2 separate regions of the Mus musculus genome follow, and region 2 is linked to region 1. A link is a contact called in public Hi-C data. All regions are on one chromosome and are shown on one strand. Each heading gives the region's core, a stretch centred on a gene start, on an enhancer-like site or on the middle of the called end of the contact. The rest is flanking DNA. Distances are from core to core; before and after follow the strand shown.

What was found. Hi-C and Micro-C count contacts between places; a contact is called where the count stands out from the background.
Region 2: a Hi-C map of uterus shows a contact between it and region 1. The contact joins two enhancer-like sites. A contact is called at or near these places in 3 of 484 Hi-C or Micro-C datasets (embryonic fibroblasts, nephron progenitors and uterus) and 2 of 115 datasets of contacts at active chromatin or transcription factors (cardiomyocytes and embryonic fibroblasts).

What each region holds. Positions count from the first base shown.
Region 1 is chr17:79,467,990-79,475,794 of GRCm38.p6, forward strand. 4930429F11Rik (RIKEN cDNA 4930429F11 gene) reads right to left here. Exons shown (of 2, transcript NR_033463.1): 2 at 7,635-7,805. Among named protein-coding and RNA genes, the nearest start is that of 4930429F11Rik, 6.0 kb to the right of the region's middle. Within about 2 kb of position 4,577, at least 37 of the 459 cell types and tissues checked have an H3K27ac peak or open chromatin away from gene starts, as enhancers often do. A contact at or near this core is called in uterus, where this site is marked.
Region 2 is chr17:79,539,844-79,547,648 of GRCm38.p6, forward strand. No RefSeq gene overlaps it. Among named protein-coding and RNA genes, the nearest start is that of Gm10494, 33 kb to the left of the region's middle. Within about 2 kb of position 4,563, at least 74 of the 459 cell types and tissues checked have an H3K27ac peak or open chromatin away from gene starts, as enhancers often do. A contact at or near this core is called in uterus, where this site is marked.

The sequences.
Region 1 (7,805 bases), core at 3,327-5,826:
ATCAATGGGGTGTGCCTCCAGAGCACGTAGTAGGGCTAGTGGGATGGGCTCTGATCAGGAAGGAGAATAGCCATGGGTCCCAGGGGCTTGGGGACTGGCCTGGCATATGCCTGTGGTTCTTTAGTCCTGATCAGTTTGCATCTGGATTCTGCAAAGTTCCCCAGTCTGGATGATAAACTGCAGTCACTGGGTGAAGATGATCCACTGAGGAGAGAGCAATATCGCAGCTGTAGGCAACACTTTCAGGAATGGATGCACCCAGGACCCTTGCTTTAGATAGAAAAAGAATCTGTACAGATAGAGTTGAGTGTGGAAAAGCACTGAGGGAAGGGGCTCCAGTCTTTTCTCCGTTTTCAGTACCACCATTTACCTGGAATGGGTAAACCAGAGACTGCAGAAGTCCTACTGAGTGTTGAGGATAAGGCCACTTTCTGTCCCTGTGCTAAACACACAGAGCATAGCAGTCAACAAAGAGGAGAAAGGTGCTGAAGCCCAATGTCTGGGAAGTGAAGCTCCTTCACCCAGTTCTGCAAGAAATTAATTCCTATGTGTTCCTAAATTTATTCACAGTAACCTCAGGGTACTGAGAAAGCCTCTGGTCACAGTTTCCAAGACCCGGAGCTATATATGAAAAGGCCAAAAGCCAAAGAAACACAGTATTTGTGTTAGTATTCCTCCTTCATAGTACCTCAGGGTAATGGCACAGTCAGTAACAAAATAGGGACTGTGAAAGGACCTGCCCTAAAGACTGTGGTCATCTTTCAGCCCAGTTCACCCACTTCTGGATCATAAGTGTTTAGTGACAGGTATTCACTGTGTAGCCTCCTTAAAGTACTTCTTTGTGACAGACTGAAGCATCCCTAGGGCAGGGAACTCTGTACTTCCTTCATGGGGCATAGCCTCACTTTGTATACATGGCATTTGTATATATTACCTTTTCTCATTGCTATGACCAAATACCCAGCAGAAGTGACTTAAAGAAGGAAGCATTAATGTGGGTTCAGTCTGAGAGAGTTCAGTCAGTCATGGCAGGGAAGGATTGGCTGGGAAAGAGCAAGGCTGGAATTCTCATATCGCAGTAGACCTAGAAGCAGCAAGCTAGGGCCAGGAAGTGAGGATGCTATAACCCTTAAAACCCATCTCCTCAAGTGACCCCTGTCCTCTAGCTAGGTCCATTTCCTGAAGGTTCTACAGCTAAACCAACACCAACTGAGGCCAAGTGTTCAAATACATGAGCTTGAAGAAGGGCATTTCATTTTCAAACTATAACAGAGAGCAAACAATATCAGAGAATAGATGGATGGATGGATGGATGGATGGATGGAAGGATGGATGGATGGATGGATGGATGGATGGATGGATGGATGGATAATGGGTAGATAACTAATAAGATTCTGTATGCCTAGTTCTCCAGCTTGGTGTCAGCTGGCCAAACTTCAAAGCCAAAGTTATCAAGGAAATGGGCGAATTCATAAAATTTCTCCAGTCTTTCATGTCCTCTCCAGTCCAAAACACTGGCACTCTCAGTAGCTCTTTGTATGCACTCTTAATGACTAGACTCTAAAAATGTAATACCTTTAAAAAGTATTTTAATCAACATATGATTGTGCATATTTATACGGTACAATGAGGTTTGATACAAGTATACAATATAATCACATCAGGGTAATTAACCAGTCCTGATCTCAGATGTTTATCAGTTTCTTCTGATAAAAATATCCAAACATATTTTGAAAAGCATTGTGAATTCTTATTAACCATAGTCATTCCATTGTGTTACAGAACACTGGAACATATTTATCCCATCTAATTGTAGTTTTGTACCTAGTAACCAGTTTCCCCCTACCACACCCTCCCTTCCATCTCCTGGCCTCTAGTAATGATTCTTTCTACATTCATGAAATCATTTAAAAACTTCTATAAATGACAGAGAACACTCTGTGTTTGTCTTTCTGTGCCTGGCATGTTTAATTTAGCATAATGCCCTGTAGGCAGGCTTCACAAAAAACTAACAACTGTGTGATGTAGCAATCCTATCACAGAGTAAGTATCCAAGAGGGGAAAAATCAGGATGTAGGAGATATATTATAGCCCACTGTTCATTCAGAACTATTATAATAGCCAAAATAGGAATCATTTTAGGAATCTATCAATAGATGAATAGCGATAAAATGTGGTATGTGCATCCTGTCCTTTGTGTCAAATCTCTTTTAAATTGCGACTTTTTCTGAGAAAGAATCACTTCACCATGCAATAAGATATGAGACTGCTCTAACAATGTATTTAGAAAGTTTTAGCCTGGTATTGGCTGACTGGTGTGGAGACCTAAGCCTCCTCTTGGAGACTTCTTGACCAAAGAGGAGATGGGCACTGGTCTCTAAGTATCTGATAAGGCCTGCAGGATTTCCAGGTAGACACACCGTTTACTATCATGCTATTTATCAACCACATGTTCACAGCACAGATGGAATTTCTCTTCAGATGATTCATGTTCCTTGTCAACAAACCTTTTTACACCCGTATCTAGTTCAAACTCACCCAGCTTCAGAGTGGGGGGGCTGGCTGGTCACAACCTCTGCCCCCTTAGGGGGAGTTGTGAAGATTTGGAATTGAATTACAAGAGCCACCAGAGACTTCCCTATTTAAGGTTGAAAACAAAGCTCTAGAACTCATCTAGTTTGCTGTCTTGTCTTGTAATATTTACTGCTTCTGCTCCTGAACTGAATGAGTCAGTATTACTAATCTCATGGAGTGGTTGGGACAATCAAATAAGGGAATGCAATCAAGAAAATGTGAAGAATATAACTTTTAATAAACTAGTAAAACCACATCAAGGTAATCCTTTATAGATATGTCCAACCCTTTATAGATGTGTGTCCTAGATCCTGTAAAGTTGACAGTGACTATTGTGATAGAGCAACATAAATTATTTCTGCTGTTCAAGCATACCCCAAGGCTAAGATCCCAACATCAAGACGTAGAATAACTGTCCTAGTTGTCATTCTCAACTATCAACTTAGCACAGTATAGAGTCATCCGAGGGAGCCTCAATCGACAGACTAGCCATATAAGAACAGCATGTATAAGATATTGTTTGGATTGACAATTGCTATAGGAGGATCCAGTCTACCTTTGTCAGCGTGTTCCCTAGGCAGATGGGACTGGGATGTCTAAGAAAGTGAGCTGAGTATGAGCCTGTAAGTGAGCCAGAGTGTAAGCCAGAAAGCAGTGTTCCTCCATGGTTCTGCCTCTGGCTTCCTGACTTGAGTTTCTGCCCTGACTTCCCTCTGTGATGATTTGTGACCTAGAAGTGCAAACTAAATATACCCATTCCTCCCAAGTCGTTTTTGGTCAGGAAGCAACAGGACAACAAGCTAAGTTAAAAAATGCAATTTTGCCATGGGCTCAAAAGGAAGAATATACCACCCTGACACTGTCTATTTTAAACTTCCTAACAGCTCAGTGAGACAGGTTTGCTATCTGTCCCACTGTATAGATATGAAATAAAGAAGATAATATATCTAAGCTTATAAATATTAAAATTTGAGTCCAGATATCATCTAAGGCATAGGAGTGGCCTTTATGTCTCAGAAGCATCAAGGAACAGTATTTCTGTGGATTTATTCCTCTTTACCGCTCTAAAGTTCTTTGCCTCTTTGTTCTAAGCCACAGTTACAATGTAAAACTTCCAGATAACTTGGTGGCATCTAAGTTTCTATGACCAGCTCTGGCTTCACAATTCTTTCCACTTATGTCAGCTATGATGAGACAAGTCTATGAATAGTGTCCAAGACACCTATGTCAAAAGATGGAAGTTCGGCTTTAGCTGCCTTGATTTAGGATGAAAAGGGTGACATCTATTGTCTGAAAAGAAGCCATGTTCTGATTTGTCATCTAAATGCTTTTTGATTGGTGAGGCTTTGCCCAGATTATTTCTTACAGGAGATATCATATTTAAAAGAGAAAAAAAGAGACAGTGGAGGATAACCCTGGTGGGCAGGGCATGACGCCCTTGAACTTGACTGCAGCTGCAAAAAAAAAAAAAAAAGATTAGTCCAGAACAGAGGGTTTGTACCCCCAGAGTCAAATTTCATGGAGCCCCGCTCCAGGAGTTATTGCATGCATTATCCAAAAATCTGTTTGAACTTTTTTCACTTTACCATCCTGGACTTGTAAAGAAAACGGTAATTGCATGTTTTGAAGTCCACAAAAAACGAAAGGGTAAGGTACATGGAGACAAACTGCTCCAGATCGTGGCTTAAGCTTCTCCTGGCACCAGCCCACTTCTGTGGATTTCCAGCCGGGAAGTACCACCCGGGTTTATTTTCAGGGGTGGGAAGTCAAGTGACAATTATCTCCTGTCACAGAAAATTAAAAACCCAGGCTCACCCATCCCAGGAGCTGGACCAGTGTAGAACCATAATGACAGGCTGAGGCTGGGGCATTTCCTTTAAAGGCATGGGGCACTCAGGAAACACACAAAGTAAACAGAGACATAAAAGTGCATGGAACAGGCCCACATGCTGGGCAAGAGTCTGCGCCAAGAGGAGAGAGTGCATTGTCACTCCCCTGGGCACTGAGAACTGCGGTCTCTAAGAGAACTCAGATAAGCTGGATGAGGATGGTGTGGGCTCTACTGTGTACTGTGTGGGATCTCATGAGGATGAGATGGGTGGTCCTGCCCCTCATTTCTATGATGTTAAGAGCATTTTCCCATCCTGTTTACTCCTAGCAGAGTTTTCTCCATCCATGTCTGGACACCTGCCCATGTTCCCCTGGACAGGGTTGCGGTCCTGGAAGCCAGGGCTTTGGCTCGTGTTCTGTGTTGACATTACTGTGACAAGCTGGGGTGAAACTCGCCTCTTTCAGGAAGGCTTCTAGGACTGCAACAGCCTCTCCTCACAGCTTCCACAGCTGTCTCTGCAGTCATCTGAGCAGGGATTCTTGCATGGTCTGTTGTCTTCAAGAGTGGGGACAATTTTTCTTCCTGTTGATGTTAAATGTGCATGTTAGACCTCCCCCAAATGTTTGCATAGCTACTTCCACATCACCCAGTAAGGGATGTAGGGCCGGAAGTCATCCTGCAATCCTGCAAGACTAATTAATGGGAACTCATAGAGTCAAGTGAACAAGAACACGGGTTTCATTCAGGCTGTCTCCCAATCTGTCAAGGCCTTGGTTTCTCTCAGCTGTAAACAGGGATGGAGATAGCTCCCTTCCATGAGGCTATAAAGCATTAGAGATTCAGCAAGGTAACACAAGAAATTTACAGACACCTCATCTAGGGGAGAGGCCCTGGAGAGTTGTTATTATTTTAGAAATGATAGAATTCTAAGCTCAGAGCAGTTGATACACCGCCAGTGGCATGAGTGCCTCTTAACTTCCTCATATTTTAAATAGAAATAATGGCATCATATATCATATATACTACATTGAAATGCTTAATTCAATCTATTGTTAGCATATATAGTCAAGCAGAATAACAGGCTACGTTGTTCTGGGTCTCCCTTTTCCTCCAGGGTCACTGGCCACCGACCCATGAGAGCGGAGGGAGCAGAAGTGGACAGCAGGGTTTGTGTACAGTGCGTATGACAGAAGAACTTCTGGGAGTCAGCTTCAGTGAGATAGCTCTACCTTATCATTTCAGAGACAGGGTAGATAAGAGCTTTTATAGTGAGTAGAAAGGGCTGTTTGGTCATAACACAGTACCTAATTACCAGGCAAGAAGCCCTGTGCAGGGTCATCTTCCAAATGAGTTCAGGCACCTGTGCTCCAAACAAGGTCGGGCAAACCCCACTGAGAGAGGGATTCCTTCATCCTGCACCCATCAATGGGAACCCTAGACAGGGTGGACTGCGACCTTAGCAGCAGGGCTCTCCAACGCATTGTGCTGTTTCAGATATGCATAGGGCATACTTTGCTCACATCCAAACCTCCTCAATCTTTCCCCCTCTTTTTCTCCTCCCCTGGTTCCCTTCCCATTCTCTTTTGGACAGTTTTAGCCTCATGTGACCTCTCTCCTCCCCGCGACCCTGTCCCCCTACACTCCATGTTTGAAAGTAAGCATGTCTTTCAGAGTCTTGACTAAATTTGCTTAATATGATAATCTCCAATTCCACCCATTGTCCTACAATGATTTCATTCTTTTTGAGTTAGTAGTATCCACTGTGTATATACTGCACACTTCCTCATCCACCATCTATTGATGGGCACTGAGGCTGCTCTGTAACTTGGCTATTGTCAATAATGAGGGTGTAAAGGCATCTCGTGCATGGTGACGTTGATTCCTTTGGATGTATACTCAGGATTGGTACAGCTTGACCATATGCTTGGCCTATTTTAGTATTTTGAGGAACCTTGATAGTGCTCTTCACAGTGGCTGGACTGATTTACAGACCCGCCAACAGTGTATACAGATTCCTTCGAAGGTACTTTTAGAAGCATGCTATACACTGGGATGTGCCTCAGAACTTTAATTAACCTGCCTGAATACTGGATGCCTGGAACGCATCAGTGCTGGAGCTAGGTTTTAGTACCCCCGACTTTCCTTCCCAGCATGCCATGCTTTCTCCCTGATAGGCTGGTATTCCTTCCAGTACCAGAGCTGTGCGGTGGTCTTCATGGAGAAAGAGTATCACTGGAGATGGATTTTGGGAATCTATAGGCTTAGCCTACTTCAAGGTTGCTCTGTCTGTTTTGAGTTTACAGTAAAAGATGTGCTCATTCAGCTCCTGCTCGTGTCGTCACGCCTGCCACTTGCTGCAATGCCTCCCCGCCATGACAGCCCTTATGCCCTTGGCAATGTCAGCCAAACTAAACTCCTTTCTTTTATAAGTTACCCTGGTCATGGTGTTTCGTAATAGAACTGGAGGACTAAACAAGACGCCCATCCTTTTCTCCTCCCCACACTCACTGCAGTTATGCCAATGAAGCCAAGACCAGAAGCTAGAGCCATTGTGGCTGTGATCCTTTTTCTTACTTCTATATTGACTAAAAGAACAAATTGACTTAACAAAAACAGATCCTACGGTAGTAGGGTCAGCAGCACCAGGACTGAGCCTAAGAGTGAAGCTGAAATCTCAGACTCTGCACAGCAACCTGTACCCCATTGGTCTGTGCATTAATTTCTTAAGTCACTCTCCCTCCAGAATTTAGGGAGAATGTAGTCTGGTGGCTGCTATACACAGTTAACTCTACTCCCTCCCTGTCTATGGGAAAACATAGACTAGAAACTAGTAGGATGTCCCCTGAGAAGATGTGAACATTTGTTCATGATTCAGTTAAGGGTAATTCTGGTGGCATCGCAGGCCTCCCTGCTCAGAAGAGAGCCCACTCTGGTGGGCATTTTGTCTTGGCTGTGAAGGACTTGAGGGATTTTCTGAGCTTTTCTGCCCAAAGTTCTTCCAACATGTCCAAGGAGATGCAGACTGGGGTCTGGGCCTGGAGTGCTCAGGTTGTCCTAAAACATCCTGTTTTCCCCCTTCCTGCTTCCATGCCCCTTTTCTAAGCATTATTTATTACAGAATAATTTAGATGTCTTTGGGAGCTGATGAGAGGTTGATACTGGGAGTGTGTTGCTACCATAAAGCCAAAGGAATTGGGAATGACTGGCCAAAAGACTGGAAAATTTTGTTCTAAGCTTTATTATGATCCCCTGACACAATGTTGGAAACGTTCTCAATACCTCTCTGGTCAGACACATATGTTCAAGCACGATATTGTCCATATAGGTAAGATAGAGAAATTAATAAGCCCCTGATTTTGGATCTCACTAAATTTGAGGTTATAGCACATATGTTTACTCA
Region 2 (7,805 bases), core at 3,313-5,812, 72 kb after region 1:
CTAGCATCCTATTTTTTAGTGAGACAAAGCAAAAGCAACCCACGAATTAACATCAACCATCCCCTGAACTGGGTATCCTCCCAGAACTGAACCGCAGTGTTCTTGAAGATACACCAAATGTTAGGTTAGTAACATGTTTGACATCTACATATGTGGGGGGAGACAAGCATGCCGAAAACCTGTAATTGAATAGCATTAATAGTAACTGTTGAACTGAAAAAGAAAAAGAATTTACATTTAAACATAGTAGTTGGTAGGCACATAAATAGCATTGGAAATAGTTATATACAAATTTCAGAAAATTTCCTCATTTCCCTGTTGACTTTGGCCAAGGTAACTGAAGAGATTCCATAAAGATGACATCTCATCCCAATCCTATTATCTTGAGCAATTTCAGTGGTCAGCTAATTGTCTAGTTCCTGTTATTAGTCAGGGTTCATACGAGCCAGTATGGTTTTCCAGAACTGACTACCTCCTAAAAGACAGAAAACCCAATAGCTACCTCTCTTGACAAACTAGAGGTAATTGCATACAACAGCCTTGTAGAAAGCATAGAAAAGTCCCCCAAAACTTTCTTGGTTTGGATCCCAACAGGTCCAATCTGACCTTAGATATTTTTTTTAGAACTACTGACAGCAGAAATTTGTAAATGATGGCCTTTCTCATGGCATCCACCAAGTATCCCTCAAATGAAGATTGTTTAGTGGCATTGACTTGAAAAAAAATTTTTTTAAATATGTTGAAGACTACACTTTCCCTGCTCAAAATGGTCCAGCATCAATGTCATTAGTTTTCTTAGTCAGAACCTGAAGCCGTCCCATATCTAGTGACTCAGAGACTGGTAGCTAAGACCTGACGGAGCTGCAAGCATGCTAAAAGATGAGAATCATTAATGGATCTTGTAGATTCTCCAAAGAAGCCTTGGTGAAAAGAAGTCTGGAAAATGTGCACTCAGGGAGGACAACAATGGTCACTGAGTCATGCCTCAGCCATCACTGTGTGTAGGAAAGTCAGCCTATGACATATTTGTTAAGTAATGGAGTGGATAAAATGAGAGACTAGAAGACTTTGTGGTAGATGACATCTTGTGGCATACAAGTCCTGCTTTACTCCTTCATCTTCCTGCCTTCTCTCACGTACTAAGTCACATGGGACCAGATATGAGAGGTCTAGACTTGCGTCTTAACTCTGCTTTTCTTAGTGTTGGAGAAGTTGCTCTGGGTTTCTACCTGTTTCTCAATCAGAGGTAAAAAACAAAACAAAACCAGGGTATTTTATTATAGATGTCAGAAGCTAGAAAGGGTCTCTTGGAGGTGGGAGGAGAAGAACCCCTAAGCTAGGTAAGGGATAATTGAATGCATGTAATATGAAAGTAGATGGGGGAGGTGTAAACACTGAGAGTAGAAAGGTTTAGTTAGGGATGGGAATACGCGGATGAGGAGTGTATAGAGAAAGGTCTAACCAATGCTAAAGATGTGTAAAAAGTCTTATGGAAACTCACTACTTTGTACAGTAATTAGAAATGTAGAATTTTTTAAAGGAATCTAAATAAAGTTACTCTGTATGGCTGGCTAATGCTTCTCTCAAAGGCCACGGGGTGGTAAGCAAAGATCCCAGTACCAGGAGTGAAATACCTCCCTATGGATTTGCTGATCAGAGAGGGCTCAGAGGTGCCTAAAACAACACAGGCTATTGCCATTCATTTGAATGTCCACCAGAACAGATGGGGAGCCCATATTACTGAAGGTACTGCACTTTGAGCACAGGACACAGAAAAATCAAGCTAGAACTGCCTTGAAAACTTCCTCCCTGCTGGCTAGGTTTTCAAAGTGCTCGAAGTTGCAATGCAGGCTGCTGGGGAGGAAAGACTGTCCACGCACCTACCAAGCTGTGGATCTTGCAGATGAGAATACTAACCTGCCAACTAAGATGTGCTCACTGCTCAGTCATGGCGGGCATGTCATGGAGGCAATCAACTGCTGTTCTAAATTGGATTTGACGTCTTCTACATAGGGAAAAAAAATTATACCCGATACTGTAAACCTGTTCAAAAACCACAGCTGAGAAGGTCAGAGGCCCCCAAGAAGGAGCCTATTTATGTTGTTTTAATAAATAGGCATGTCAAAATGCCTTGTAGCTATGTATGTTTACATCTGTAGATTAGTGCTGCTCTTAACTGGAGAAGCATTGTTTTGTAGTCAACAGCAGTCAACGAAGAGACTCATAACCACTCAAAGTGCTAAGAATAAATAACTATTGAATCCTCAGCCTTAAACCTGGATATCTCTATCAGTCTCCTTGCAGACTCGGGGAACATCACAAAATTCAGGAGAGCTAAGAGGTTGTAAGAATTAAAGCAGGATGAGAAATCCTGTGAAGTGCTGACTTCTGAGCATGACGTGGACCACGCACTCATAGATACGACATGGAGCTATGGTTGCCAGCAGAAGGTCCTCCCAAGACTAAACCAGTCAACACTGCAGCACTGGATAGCTAGGGGACTATGAGGAGTGATTGCCACTTGATGGCTGCTGAAGGATGGGGATTTGTTTTTCTTCAAGATGCAACCACAGACAAGATCCCAAGATTCAGGAAGTGACCCCCACACTTGCAAGCAATCACAATCAAACTCAGGGCTTATTATTAATGTTTTAAGATATCGATATAAGAAAGGGACTTTCTTGGAAGTAAAAGATTTCCTGATGGAGTTTCAGGGAAAGGGCATAAAGGAGGAGTGTGATGAATAAATGATGATCAAACTTATATAAAGGTATAAAATTATCAAAAACACTATTTGAAGCAATTTTAAAAGTAAACAATACATTAATACAAAGGAGTTAAGGCATGTACGTTTTTTTGTGCTCCGAAGAGCTCTTCTAGCTACAGAGCCCATGTGGCTCCTCACTGACTGCCGTCACTGCTGAAGTCATTGACCCGACTTCTCTGGTTTCTTCTGCTTTCCTCCTGTCCCTGCAACCCAAAACAGCCTGAGTTACGTTACCTCCTTCTGCAATGGCAATCCAGGGCTCTAGCACACCTAAATGGAAAGTTTGTCACCTGCCAAAACACACTTAACGTCTAAGGTAGTTTGCTGTGTTTTTCTTTTGGCTTATATACTCTCAGGTATTTATTGTTTGAGAGGGCACTAAGTGTGCAACCTAAGTGTTCTATAGCTTTGCATGATGCTTAAGCCAGATCCCTCATAGTATCATCCTATTAGGATGGTACCTTAGTGTTAGTGTGATACAATGTCATTAGATACTTGATACTTTACCTTTATTGTATCCAACTTAATTTTTACGCTTTTGAGGTTGTGTCATTCTTATGCCCTTGTACCATTAGTGAAGTCAAGGCATGCAACGGGAATAACATCCCAGAACTGGAAGCAAGATGAGCCAGACCTCAAACCTAGATATTCTGTGTCAGGGAACATGGTGGTAGAGAGAGCGACAAGTGAACTGTGGCTCGCTTCCTCAGCTGCCTACAGAAAATGTTTCAGAAGAATCTTTCTGTTGATTTATGATATATTTTTAAAAGCCCAATGGTGTAATTTAGTTTATACAAAAGCCCTTGTTTCTTGTGCATGGGCTAACTCAACAATGTAGTAAGGTTAGCCTCGCTCTCAAGATTAGTCACGTGGGGGCTGTGCACAGAAGCAAAGCATTGTAAGCATCCATAAGTAAGTTTGTAAGCTATCCATAAGTGATCTCCTAAAGGGGAGATCACCAACATCTGTCCTTAACAGGACACGAAGCAGTACCCTATACATGTCTACTCCTTGACCAAGTGGTCAGATAGTAAACAAGATGTGAATATTGGCACTGGAACCTACTAACCATTTACTCAAAAGAAGCAACCTGGTTCTGTTTTGCTATAGACTTCATTTTTTTTCCCATGCACAAACTCAATGACTCTATGCGACCTGTAGCATTCAAGCCTATGTCATTAATGTTCCCTTTCTCGGCCTTCTTCCAGTGTACATTGTTCAGGCCTATATCACAGAGACTATATCTCCCTACTTAATTCAACCTGCAAGATGTGAACACAGGATAAGTTAACTCTGCCTAGAAATTTAATGAACCCTGGGTACTCATCAGCCTGTTGGGTCTTTGTGTGTTTCAGAGCTCCTGCCTGCCCTGTGTCTCTTGCCAAAGATGGGAGCAGCTGGGTGTTGCCTTCCAGGATGTCAGCCAGCTTTTCTTGGCAGGAGTAATGCTTATTGTTGAAGTTCCCGAGTTGGCTGCTCACGGTCAGGAGCCGATGAAGATGCTGCCGAGTCTCCTATCAAAACCTCACACAAAGTAGTGGGGCTCCTGAACTCAACACATCGTTTGTGGCCCAAGGCTCATGTCCCATCTCTGTTACCTGAGTCTCCATTATGTAAATTAGTTCTCCCCTGTCCAGGTCTTGTGGGGGAACAGGCTGTTTGCAAAAGGAAGGAAAAGAAATGTTGGCTCAAAGCCGGTAGGTGGAATTCGGGCCAGAAAAGCTGCCTCCCACCTCTCTGCCAAGGCCTTTCAGCTCTGAATTGCTCTGTCCAACACACACCATTCCTACTGCTCAGCCAGATGTCAGGGTGGGGTGGCAGGCAGCCTATCTGAAGTCAGACACACAGAGGAGGAAGCTGTAGGTTTGTATCCAGGAGAAGCAACAAGGCTTCCTCTTTCAGAGTCCAGATCAAGAAAACAGGTCTGCTGGATAAAACACCACCAAGTTCCATGACTTAGTCACTGTGCCATAGCAAGGGAGTGCCTGGGTTTAGCAGGGGATCCGGCAGTGACCCGGACTTCAGGGTGAGCGGGTAGCCTCTCACATAGCCAGAGCCACCCTGGGCATGGTGTATCTGCAAAATTGCAGACACATTTCCTGAGATAAAATGACATGTATTAAGACATTCTAGAAATTAAAAACAAAAGGGGAACAGCCTCAGTAGGTCTTGACCCATAATATATCTGCCAACTTCTAGCAGCCTCCAGAGAACAGAAGAAGAAAGCAGCCTTTGAGACAACAGGTCTGCTTCTCTTGGCCACTATGTCTTCCTTTCTCTCTTCTCCACCCCTGTTTTAAGATCTCAGTCATGTGTGGGCCTATAAGGTGATCAGAGACCATTTGACCAGAGCTCTGACAGGGTGAGCAATGGTCTGGCATCGGAACACCTAGGAGGCCACCTGAACATACACAGGACAGAGTCAGGATAAGTGTCATGGGCCAGTGCTCACAGCCTACCTCCTCTCACCTTGTTCTCTAGCTGCATTGCTACAAGTCACTGCTATCCAGTCTACCAACCTCCCTTTCCATGCTCATCCAACCCAGTCTTCATCCTGAAGCCAAAAGGAACAGGTTTTCACATGCAAATCCAATCACTTAATCCTGAAATCGTCTCCCAGGTTCTCAAATGCACCCTGCCTCAGTCTCTTTTATACATCAATCTCCACGCCTGCTCCCTCACATTCAGTGTGCGAGGCTTATCCAACCTCTTCCTGTATTGGGATCCAGCAGACTTCCTCCTGCCTGCAAGAAGTTACCCTGAGTCTGCTGTTCACTTTGTGATGGACACCCTCTCAATATCCCCTTTGTCTTCTAGCAGCGTCAAGTTTACCTGAACAACTGCTACTCATTCTGCGTGCCCAGCTTCCCCATCCCAGGCTACTTACATCCGGGTGCCTGTCTCATGGCTCTCAGAGCCCTGATACTGGAGCTCTCATCACAGGGGATAGTATTCCCCTGGGGATCCCAGCGAATACCCCTGCACCCAATTCACTCCACCATAAGCACTATGCCAAGTTTTCTTCCACTGGTCCTGGAACTGACCAAATGACCAGGAAATTTATTTATTTAGTTAGTTAGTTGAAAGAAGTTAATTAGCAAAATTAGTTAACGAAATCTCCTAAGTCATTTGGACATTTGTTCAGACAAGCTCCGCCTGTCACCACTCGTCCTAGTCCGAGGGACTATTTTGCATAGGGATAGGGACCTGGTGGGTGAGTGTGCAGCAGGCCAATCAAGGAAGAAAACATAGAGAGGAAAGCAGTCTTGCCAGGTCAGGGGTCCAGGGATATGTGCCCAGGTTCCTCAGATATGTGACATTCCTTGCTTCTATTCCCTGTGTCTTAGTAATTTAAAGACACAGCGCCTCTGCCCTGTACAAACTCCTTCACATTACTTGGAGGCCAAGACAAGGGTGTTGCCAAAGGCACAAAGTGAACCAGAAGGATAGTTCACTGCCAGTTCTGAGACATCTTCTGTGGGTGTGTATGCTCTAATAAAATGAGTCTTTCCTCATTTGGGCAGACTCCATCATGGACTGCCTTACTGCCTCCCACCTTCCTCCCTCTTTGCCAGTCTACTAGGTACCATGTACTTCAAGCCAAAAGACCAAAGCTGCTTTGTCTTTGAGTTTCTGTGTAAACGTAAAATACATAGGCACTGTCTTAGTTAGGGTTTTACTGCTGTGAACAGACACCATAACCAAGGTTACTCTTATTAGGACATTTAATTGGGCCTGGCTTACAGGTTCAGAGGTTCAGTCCATTATCATCAAAGTGGGAGCATGGCCGCATCCAGGCAGGAATGGTAAAGGAGGAGCTGAGAGTTCTACATCTTCATCTGAAGACTGCTAGCAGACTACTGGCTTCCAGGAAGCTAGGATGAGGGTCTTAAAGCCCACACCCACAGTGACACACCTACTCCAACAGGGCCACTTTGATCGTACTTGATCACCTCACCCAGCTCCTCTCAGATCCACTCCCACAGCCACTCAACTTTGTGTTATATTAAGTCCACTTATGCATGTTGCCATGAGTATGTGGCCATCCACTGAACTTATGAAGGACCACAACCTTAAAGAAAACTGACTGTCCTTCTCCAAACAGCTATCACTTGCCAATAGCTCCCCCAGCTAAGGGTAGGACTTCAGCCAAACTCCTTCCTCTATGCTAGGGTTTTGTCTCTCTTGGGTTCACATAGGGCTTGCCCAAACTATCACAACCACTGTGAGTTGGTCTGTGCAACTGCCCTATTGTGCCCAGAAAATACTGTTTCCATGTAGTCACCCACTGCCTCTGCCTCTCTTGATCCTTCAGCCCCCTCTGCTGTGATGATCCCTGAATCTTGGCAGTATGTGTGTATGTTTTATGCAGATGCCCTGTTGAGAGCTCAGTGTTCTACAATCTTTTATTTTTGTGTACCTAGACCTGTTGTGGGCCTCTGTGTTAATCGCTAATGACAAAAACAAACAGTCATTAGGAGTCAGTTTAATTCCACTTAGCAGGATAATAGTAGATAGACTCTCCTCTAAAGTCTAGGATTTGTTATTTAAAATGGAGCTTTCTAGACTCTTTCTAACTTCAAGCATAAATATCAATTAGCAGCCAGCATATCATAAGCCTGGCTTCATGATGTTCAGTGAATCCTAAACAGGTTATGATTTATTCATGAGCATTAGTAATTTAATTTATTAATCAGTGGCCAGCATTGCGTAAGCCTGGCTCCCTGATGCTTAATGAGATCTAAAAACATTGTGATTTACTCATAGGAATTAGTAATAAGCCTAGAACAAAATTCTCTTTTACAGACTATGAACAGAATAAAAAGTTGTGAAGCTGTAGATATCTTCTCCGGGTGGTTTAAATAAAGAGACATATATTCATTGTCGGACTAACATCTAGAATATAAATGGAACTTGGTTATGACTCATTGAAAGAGGGGCCACCAGAATCCTGGGCAGAGAGATAGAGGAGGTTAGCGACGGCCCTTCCTTTCTAGGCTATGGGATGAGAGCAGCCCAGCCTCTCTGGAGGACATTC